3 separate regions of the Sus scrofa genome follow, and all the other regions are linked to region 3. The links are chromatin contacts, called in public HiChIP or PLAC-seq and promoter capture Hi-C maps. All regions are on one chromosome and are shown on one strand. Each heading gives the region's core, a stretch centred on a gene start, on an enhancer-like site or on the middle of the called end of the contact. The rest is flanking DNA. Distances are from core to core; before and after follow the strand shown. Region 1 holds the start of GDF9 (growth differentiation factor 9). Region 2 holds the start of AFF4 (AF4/FMR2 family member 4). Region 3 holds the start of IRF1 (interferon regulatory factor 1).

What was found. Promoter capture Hi-C pulls out the DNA fragments that hold promoters and counts their contacts. HiChIP or PLAC-seq counts read pairs in DNA pulled down with a chosen protein or histone mark.
Region 1: a contact with region 3 is called in an H3K27ac HiChIP or PLAC-seq map of alveolar macrophages. The contact joins the promoter of GDF9 here to the promoter of IRF1 in region 3. A contact is called at or near these places in 1 of 5 promoter capture datasets (fetal liver) and 1 of 2 datasets of contacts at active chromatin or transcription factors (alveolar macrophages).
Region 2: a contact with region 3 is called in a promoter capture Hi-C map of fetal skeletal muscle, with 8 times the contacts expected there. The contact joins the promoter of AFF4 here to the promoter of IRF1 in region 3. A contact is called at or near these places in 1 of 5 promoter capture datasets (fetal skeletal muscle) and 1 of 2 datasets of contacts at active chromatin or transcription factors (alveolar macrophages).

The regions. Positions count from the first base shown.
Region 1 is chr2:135,183,108-135,185,977 of Sscrofa11.1, reverse strand. It overlaps GDF9 (growth differentiation factor 9), which reads left to right and starts at 1,527. Exons shown (of 2, transcript NM_001001909.1): 1 at 1,527-1,923. The coding sequence starts at 1,527.
Region 2 is chr2:135,282,507-135,285,304 of Sscrofa11.1, reverse strand. AFF4 (AF4/FMR2 family member 4) reads left to right here and starts at 1,374. Exons shown (of 21, transcript XM_021084750.1): 1 at 1,374-1,968.
Region 3 is chr2:134,782,146-134,784,930 of Sscrofa11.1, reverse strand. IRF1 (interferon regulatory factor 1) reads left to right here and starts at 1,285. Exons shown (of 10, transcript NM_001097413.1): 1 at 1,285-1,513; 2 at 2,630-2,721. The coding sequence starts at 2,635. The region is part of intron 11 of SLC22A5 (solute carrier family 22 member 5); the gene reads right to left.

The DNA.
Region 1 (2,870 bases), core at 278-2,777, 400 kb before region 3:
TGGGGCTTCTCTTGGCAATCTGGATTATATTTCACTGGTAGGGTGTAGGTTTTCCCGAGAGAGAATAAAAACGTTTCCTTAAACTCAGCCACGGGAGACCTCAAATAATTGTCCAGCAACTGATGAACTGCTGTTAGTGGTGGCAAGAGGCGACCTCCATAGCCCCCGCTCCCCCACCCCGACAGAGTTCAGCCTAGAGCGGGATGTCACGTGACCCACAATTCATTCCATTTCCAAGGAAGGGAGGCAGGAATGTTGCAGGTGATGCCGTTTTTTGTTTTTGTTTTTGTTTGGAAAATGCTTTCTACTTAAGGCGGCTACTGCCGCCCTGTACAGCTGACTGACTTTTTCATTTGATGCAGCGTATCTGTGAATGTTCCGTACACGGAATTGCTGGTCATATGTCATTTAAGACCAAGCTCGTTTTCAGCAGTTTGGTTGTGTTTTATAACCCTTCCTAACCAAGGGCCAGGGAGGCTGAACAGGCGATAAACCTAAAATTTACAGATATACCTCGGTTTTATCAGCCTAGGTACTGAATAGACGGCTTCTTTATCTTGTACCTTGAGTGTACTCAGCTATTTAAGGTGCAGCCTTGTCTTCTTTCTCTAAAACATTATCTCTAACCTAATCTCAGACCAGAGGCAAGAACATACTTGAAACAGATGAAAACACAAATACCCTAGAAAATTCTCCCACCTTCTGGACGATCGATGAAAAATAAAACTTTGATTTTCCAGCACCTGAAAATATCTAAACCTTTCAACTAAAAGTATGTATAGATAAATGTGGAAAGTAAAGACATCAAGATACTACATTTTAAAATGTCAGGATCAAAGGTGACGTCCTACTTTTTAAAGCATGTTGCAGTCTTCCAATTATACATCCTTCCTAAGCTCCTTTTCAGAACTAGGGAACTTAACAGTTCTCTGCTCTCTGGAATTTCAGTGCCAGTTGTGACTTTCACCCTCCGAAGTAACTTGCAGTAAATAATTATTCTAAGCACCTGGAAGCGGAGAGGTGGTGAGAATGAAAGGAGTAAACCTAATACCATAAATTGCATACCAACAGATCTGCGTATCATCATGAATAATAAATTAGCTTTTCCGCATGTCATGGGAATTTCAGCAAGCACCTAAGAAACGTTTTAAGAATCCTAATCTCTCACAAAAAAATTGGTGTTTTTAAGGTCATTCCTTAATTCCTCTTAGCCTTTCAGCTGCACAGCTAGTCGATTAGTATAGCAACTTGAGATGTTTAAGTAAATCTCAGGGGAAAAGGGAGACCGAAGCTGAATAACCAAGTAAATCTGTATCTAATTAGGACAAATTGAATAAATAGGGTGTTATAGCCGACACACAGCTGATAAAAATTATCTTCAGCTAGGCATCCTTGAGGTCTGATTACAGAAATGAACCTAGCCCACCCACACACCTAAAATTTATTTAAGAAACCAACCTTTGCTCTTCCTGGTTTTTAAGAAGACTGGTATGGGGAAATGTGTTCCCTGCTAGTTCTTCCAAACTATGGCGCTTCCCAGAAAATTCTTCCTTTGTTTTTGCTGCTTTGCCTTGTTCTGTTTTCCTGTTAGCTGTGGTTCTCAGGCTTCTAGAAGAGAAGCTCACTTTGCAACTAGTGCTGTGTTGGAATCTGAGGCTGAGCCTTGGTCCTTGCTGCGGCCTCCAGATGAGAGACACAGATCTGGCCTCCCTTCCCCCCTCTTCAATGTTCTGTATGATGGGCATGGGGGGTTGCCCAGGCTGCAGCCAGACTCCAGAGCTTTGCGCTACATGAAGAGGCTGTATAAAACATATGCTACCAAGGAGGGGATCCCCAAAGCCAACAGAAGTCACCTCTACAACACTGTCCGGCTCTTCACACCCTGTGCCCAGCATAAGCAGGCTCCTGGGGACCAGGTGACAGGTGTGTAGGAGTATATGGCTTAATGGGTGGAGGGAGACAAAGGGTCTGCATTTCAATTGCTGAAAGAAGCTGGGCCTTGCTCCTTGACTTGTGTTGTACTTTGTGATACTCAATATCCAAATACAAGCAAATGCGGTACTTGATCTTGTTGTTTTTGCCCAATGCTCCCGTGAGTTAAGGTGGGCTAATATGATGCAATTTTAGAGCTAGAAGAGACTTGGAGTTCCTGTTGTGGCTTGGCAGTAAGGAACCCATCTAGTATCTGAGGATATGGGTTCGAACCCTGGCCCCACTCAGTGGGTTAAGGATCCGGCATTACTGTGAGCTGCGGAACTGTAGGTCACAGACGCAGCTCCAGTTCTACCCCTAGCTTGGGAACTTCAATATGCCGCTGTGGCCTTGATAAAAGAAAAAAAAAGACTTAGTGGCTCTAAAGGCTGGGGAAAGTGCTGACAGAGGTGAGCGTGTTGTCCAGGATCACAAGTCAAGACTGGAAATGAGGTATTTTGATTTCCATTTGCTTATTTTTCCTATTCTACCAAATGCTGGCATGGAAATGTGCCTAAAATCTCAGCTGTTGGTCTGCTTTATTAAATTGGATATTTTCCTCATGTTTGTTGCTTTCTGTGAGGAGAAAGCTTAAGTCCCCATGTGGAACAGTCGATCCTTAGAAGAACAAAGTGTTCATCAGTGATCTTACGTGAGTGTGAGAAGGGAGCAGCGCTATTAAAAGGAAAAAAAAACTATATTCACTAACCCGAAACTGAAAACCCTTGTAACCCAGCCGTTCGTATGTAGCTATTTAAAATCCCCCTTCCTTAAAGTCCTGTATTGTTATAGTAGGTTTAGAATCTCCATTTGTTGTCAATCTCAAGTGTTCTAAATCAACTTAGACAATTAAGTCTTCTTTGATTCAGTTGTAAGGACTTAAGAGTGTTTTCTTAACA
Region 2 (2,798 bases), core at 125-2,624, 500 kb before region 3:
AGAGTGAGGCAGTTCTTTCAGTGTTAATATGGAAACATATCCAGATATTTTGATTGAGAAAAGGAAGGAACTTAATAGTATATATAGTATGTGATCACTTGTGTAAAAAATATGTATAACTGGACTTTAAGATATATTTAGGGAGTTCCCCTGTGGCTCAGCAGATGTGAATCTGACTAGTATCCATGAGGATGCAGGTTTGATCCTCCGCCTTGCTCAGTGGGTTAAGGATCCAGCATTGCCATGAGCTGTGGTGTAGGTGGCAGATGCAGCTTGGATCTGGCATTGCTGTGGCTCTGATTTGACCCCTAGCCTGGGAACCTCCATATGCTGCGGGTGCAGCCCTAAAAAGACAACAAAATAAAAAATAAAATAAAATATATTTATAAATGTTTTGGGAAAGCTACTGAGAAAATGCTAAATGACTGCCTCCAGAACTGGAGTAGTTAAAATGGTAGGGATGGGAGCATCGATTATTTTTCACTGTTTTGTCACAGTTCATTTTTAGTTTTACATGAATACACTTCCAAATAGATATATAAAATCTACATCAAGTGTTTAGCTTAAAGGCGTGTTTAGCAAAATTCTGTGGTCACTTCAGAATTTTGAAAAGGAAGAAACTTCTATTGATGCTGATGAATTACCAGCTTTAGGGCTGATAAAAACATATTCATACGCACATTCCTTATAGTTTATCATAAATCTCCTCAAAAGCCTTGCATTTCATTTTTAGACATCTTTAAAATGCTTGCTTCAAAATTAGCTCGTAGAAAGTGAAAAAAACGGCTTCACCAGGCTCCTTTATAGAAAGACATCATCTAAGAGGCAGGAAATTATCAAGTGTTTTCCAAATAATAACCCCAAAGTCACTTCTCTGGACAGTTAACCACACTGGGTTCTGTGAGACCCTCTGAAAATTCTGTCTAGTCTATAACTATTACTTTACTCTCAATTACAGCTTCCCCGAGGATGTTAGAAGCAAAGTGTGGAAAACGTTATCTTGACGAAAAGTATTCACGGCCGAAGATGCTTAGATGACCAAGAAAAAAAAAAGGCCTGCCTGGCTTCGCGGGTGATCAAGCCAGGTTCTGGGCGGCCTCCGGTAGAGAAACTCCCCGCAGCCTTCCTTTCTCGGCCGGACCCGCGAGGGCCGCTGGACTGACTCCGGGCTTCAACGTCAGCAGGAGGCCGAGGGTCTAGGGGGGCTTCAGGCTCGGCCACACCCCCAGAAGGGGCCGTCCGCCCAACCCCCTGAGCCCCAGAACCGGTAGATCCGGCTCAGCCCGGCCCCGCCCTTCCGAACCTCGCTAGCGGCTACGCCGTGCGAGGTGCGCGCGCGGGAGGCGCAGGCCCGGTCACGCTCCGCCCCCTCGGCCCGACGCGGCCGCCGGGCCCGAGGGCTCGGGCCTAAGCCGCCGGGGCCAGTACCCGGCCGGGCCACGGTCTTCGGCCCCGAGCGCCGCGCACGTCACCACCCCCCGACGTCACCTCCCGGCACTGCAGGCCCCGCAGCCCTCCGCTTTTCTGGAGGGGAGGGGCCCGGCGTCGCCACGTGACGCCTCGTCCCCGCCCGGCCCTGGTCACATGGGTGGCGCGGCCGCTGCGTCAGTCACAGCCCTGGCTGCGGGAGTCGAGCCGCCGTCGCCGCCGCCGCCGCCAGCGGACGGGGCGGGGATCCCGGTGCCAGGTCCTCGTCAGCCCGCCTCAGCCGGCCCTCCCGGCCAGGCCTCGACCGTCATGGAGCGGGGCGGGACCTCCGCCTGTGCCGTGTGAGCTGCGTCGCCGCCGCCTGCGCTTTTCGAGACCTCCCGAACCCTCGCCGCCGCCGCCGCCCGGAGCCCCTCGCCCTTGGCAGCCTGTCGCCGCCCCTCGGGCGGGCTCGAATGCGCGTCCGGTGAAGGTGCAGGCCCGGCGCTGCCACTGCCGCAGCCGGGAGATGGTTCGGGCCTAGCGGAGCCGGGACTGGAGGTGAGAAGCACCGACGGACTGACGGAGGGCCGGGCCGGGCGGCGGGGGAGTGGGGGAGGGGAGGACGGGGTCCGCCTCCGGATTCGGAGGGACCCTCCGGGCTCGGGCTGCTCGATCCGGCATCTCTTTTCGCCTTCGCATTCCAGCCCCCTACCCTTATACACACACAAAACATTAATGAAATGGCTAACCCAATCCTAACAAAAATTCCCAGAAATCCATCTTTTCCCAGTTTTGTCTTTCCCCTTCCATTTCTCAATCCATTCTTGCCCTCAGAAATTCCTTCGACTGCATCGTTGCTTTTAAAGCCCCTCCTGAATTTCAGGGTGTTTCTAGTTGAAGAGAAAAGAGGGCCTAGATGCTGGCTAGCATTACCCAACTAGTTCTCGCTTTCCTTCTCGCGATCCTGCGCACGTCCTCCTCCTTCTCCTCCTCCTCCTCCTCCTCCCCCTCCCTCCCCCGCAAAAAGGAAAAAAAAAAAAGGGAAAAAAATTTCCGCCTTCGGCTGGTTAAGGGGGTTGACTAAAAATGGGAATGTTGGGGGTGTAATACTGGAACACCCCCCCCCATAACTTCTGAATCGGTCCAGCTCGTTACCCCGATAGCTTGTATTTGGATATGGATGTGTAGGCCTTTCCTCCAGCTGCCGGTGCTCGGGGTTAATCTCGTAATTGACGTCAGTGCTTTGTTCCTTCCACTTTGCTGTTCCTTCCACTCTTTGAGGATGGATCATGGGATCCAGGAGTTGGAGGAGTCTCCTTACTGCCTTTTCTTTCGCAAAGACTGTCGTTTATAGGAAGTTGAAGATACAAATCTGCGATGCTTGCGTG
Region 3 (2,785 bases), core at 36-2,535:
CAGCAGCTTTGGGGAGGTGAAGGAAGCAGCCTGCTAGGCCAGAGTTCTGGATAGAAAAATGAACATAGTCCAGTCACTAGGAGCACAAGCAGGGCAAGGTCTAGTTGTAAGCACAAGAGTTAAAGAGCTGCCATTCCCAAGAAGCTTAGGACCTGGACTTTCCAACCCTTCCGCTAGACCCACAGCCTTGCTCAGCCCTAAGCAATTCCCTCATGTTGCCCAGAAACCCTCTGGACTAAGCATTGAGGGCCCAGAGACTACACCAATGCTTCCACAGTGGGGCTCCGATGCAAGTGCCACGTGAGTCTGTGGATGTGGCCTAAAGGAAGAGGGCTAGGAGGAACCAAGGCTACCCCACCCCTACCCCAATTCAGCAGTCCTGGGTTTTCTGAAACCCTTCTTCCTTTCCCTAAGGCCAGTCGTGGGGCAGTCCCAAGGAAGTAGACAGAGAAGTGGAAGAGATCCCTCCCTGATCACTATTAGACTCTGGACAGGGACCTTGCAAATCATGCATCATCTGTAGCCCAAGTAGGGCATGGCGCTTTATAGACATCAGCCCTTTTTGTCACTGTAAAGCCAGCAAGATACGGTTATTGTTACTGGAAACTGAGATACCCACGAGTCCCTTGGCAGGCTGCACCAGCAGGGGCCAACCTGTCCAGGCAGTCCCAAACAGGGTATGCTTTCCTTTACTTCCCCAGGGCAGGTGAGTGACCTGGAGGTAGGTCACTCCTCAAAAAGGCGACCTTTTGAGAGCCAAAACCCTCCCTCTTGACACCCCATTTCCGGACTTGAGGAAGCAGGTTGGTTTTGGAGATTCAGTCCTGGCCTCCACTCTTAAGGAGGAGGCAGGTGCCCAGGTGACCCCCTCACCGGGCCTGGGGAGACTGCTGTCCCTACCCTCCATAAAGGAAGACGAAGAGATGGCCATGGCAGCTAGCAGGTTGGGGAGTGCTGAGTGACAGGAGTAACTGCGGGCCGGGGGCGTTTGGCTTTCCAGGACAGCCTTTCTCCGGGGCGAGCTGCTGTGGGGGTGGAGTGGGAGCCGGCGGGGCGGGCCCGCGGTCGCCCCGGGGCGGCGGCGCCAGGCCGGAGGGGGTGGGGAGGGGCAGCCGCCCTGTACTTCCCCTTCGCCGCTAGCTCTACAACAGCCTGATTTCCCCGAAATGATGAGGCGGCGCCGGCCAATGGGCGCCCTCGCGGCTCTTTAGGAGGCGGGGCCGGGCCTGGGCTGGGGGAATCCCGCTAAGTGTTTAGATTTCTCGCCCGCGTCGCGGTTCAGGCAGTGCGCGCCACTCCTTCGTCCAGGCAGGACGTGCGCTCGAGCCCGGCCGAGCAGAGGCCAACGGGAGCCGTGCCAAGCCAAGGCCAGCCGTGCCCAGCGGCTCCGCGGCCCGGGCATCCTCTGCCTTCTCTTCGCTCCCACCGGGAATCGCGCTCCTCGCGCCCACACAGCAGCCCTTGCAGCGCCGGGACCCTCGGGCACCACTGCCGGATAGCGCTTGCTGCCGAGGTGAGCACACCTTCTCCGCGGGAGGCATCGGTGGCGTCGAACAAAGGCGCGCAGGGCACAAGGAAGTAGGGACCGAAAACCCTAGCCGGGAGAGTGGCGGGCGCGCGGCGTTGCCTGGGTCCCGGCGCGGGCTCAGGAGGGCGCTGGAGGAGCGGCGAGCGGCTGCGCCGGGTGGGGGCAGGCGGGAGGGGAGGCGGACCGCTGCATGGACCGCCTACCCGGCCAAGGTTGCCGGCGCCCGGCCGCTGTCGCAGATCTGTGTGCGCGAAGCCGCGGGCGGCCTCTGGGTGGCCCTTGTGTGTTGGTTGCGCGCATCCACGGGACTCGAGTGTACGTCGGCGCGTGGGCGCCCTGTGCTCCTGGCGTCAGCTATCTGTGGCCCCAGCTCGCGCACAGGCCCCAGGTTTCAGGCGGTCTATGCAGGTGGCGGGGTCTGGGGCTTGCTGACCAGGGTGGCTGGAGGATCTCCCCGGGCCCCGGGAGGAGGCGCCACAGGTGTTCCTTGGGCCACTAAGCCCGAGGAGGGGAGTCTGGCGGGAATGGTTAGCGTCCTGGCCTTTGCACTGTGGCTGTTAGGGAGGTGTAGAATAGAATAGATGGGGGGGGGAGGCTGGGCGGGAGGGGGTGGTGGTCCAGAATGCAGGGTGCCTCCTTGTCCCTAAGGGAAAGTGGACAGCTAGTGGCAACAACTCAAGTATGGAAATTTCTGGCATTAAGCAAAAGAAGGCCCTAGCTTCCCAAAGGATTTGAATTTTGAGAGAAAAGTTCTGGAATTTAGATACCTGGTTTCTGTTTTGTTTTTTGTTTTTTTTTTTTTGCTTGTTTTTGTCTCTTCCTACACATATATCCTGAACCATCACTTGCATGCCTCTCTCTTCCCAAGACTGTCTAGGAGGGAGGGAGTGAAGAAAAAATGTTTTGCTCAAGGTGATAACAAGATTCGGAGGGTGGTTTTATTCCAGAGAAAGCCCTCTTCCCAGCTGTAGTACTACAATTGTAGTACTTGGTACCTGGCAGAGGGCAAGGGAGGGTAAATGAATGACCTGGGGTGGGGTAGGGTAATGTCCAGGGGCTTCTCGACAGTCCAAACAGGAGCCTTCTGTCTTCTCTTTACAGCCAACATGCCCATCACTCGGATGCGCATGAGACCCTGGCTAGAGATGCAAATTAATTCCAACCAAATCCCAGGGCTGATCTGGATTAATAAAGTGAGTGTTACTTTTTGGGTTTTTCTGCCACTGTTTTAACCTATGTCCTTTGGGGGACCAAAGC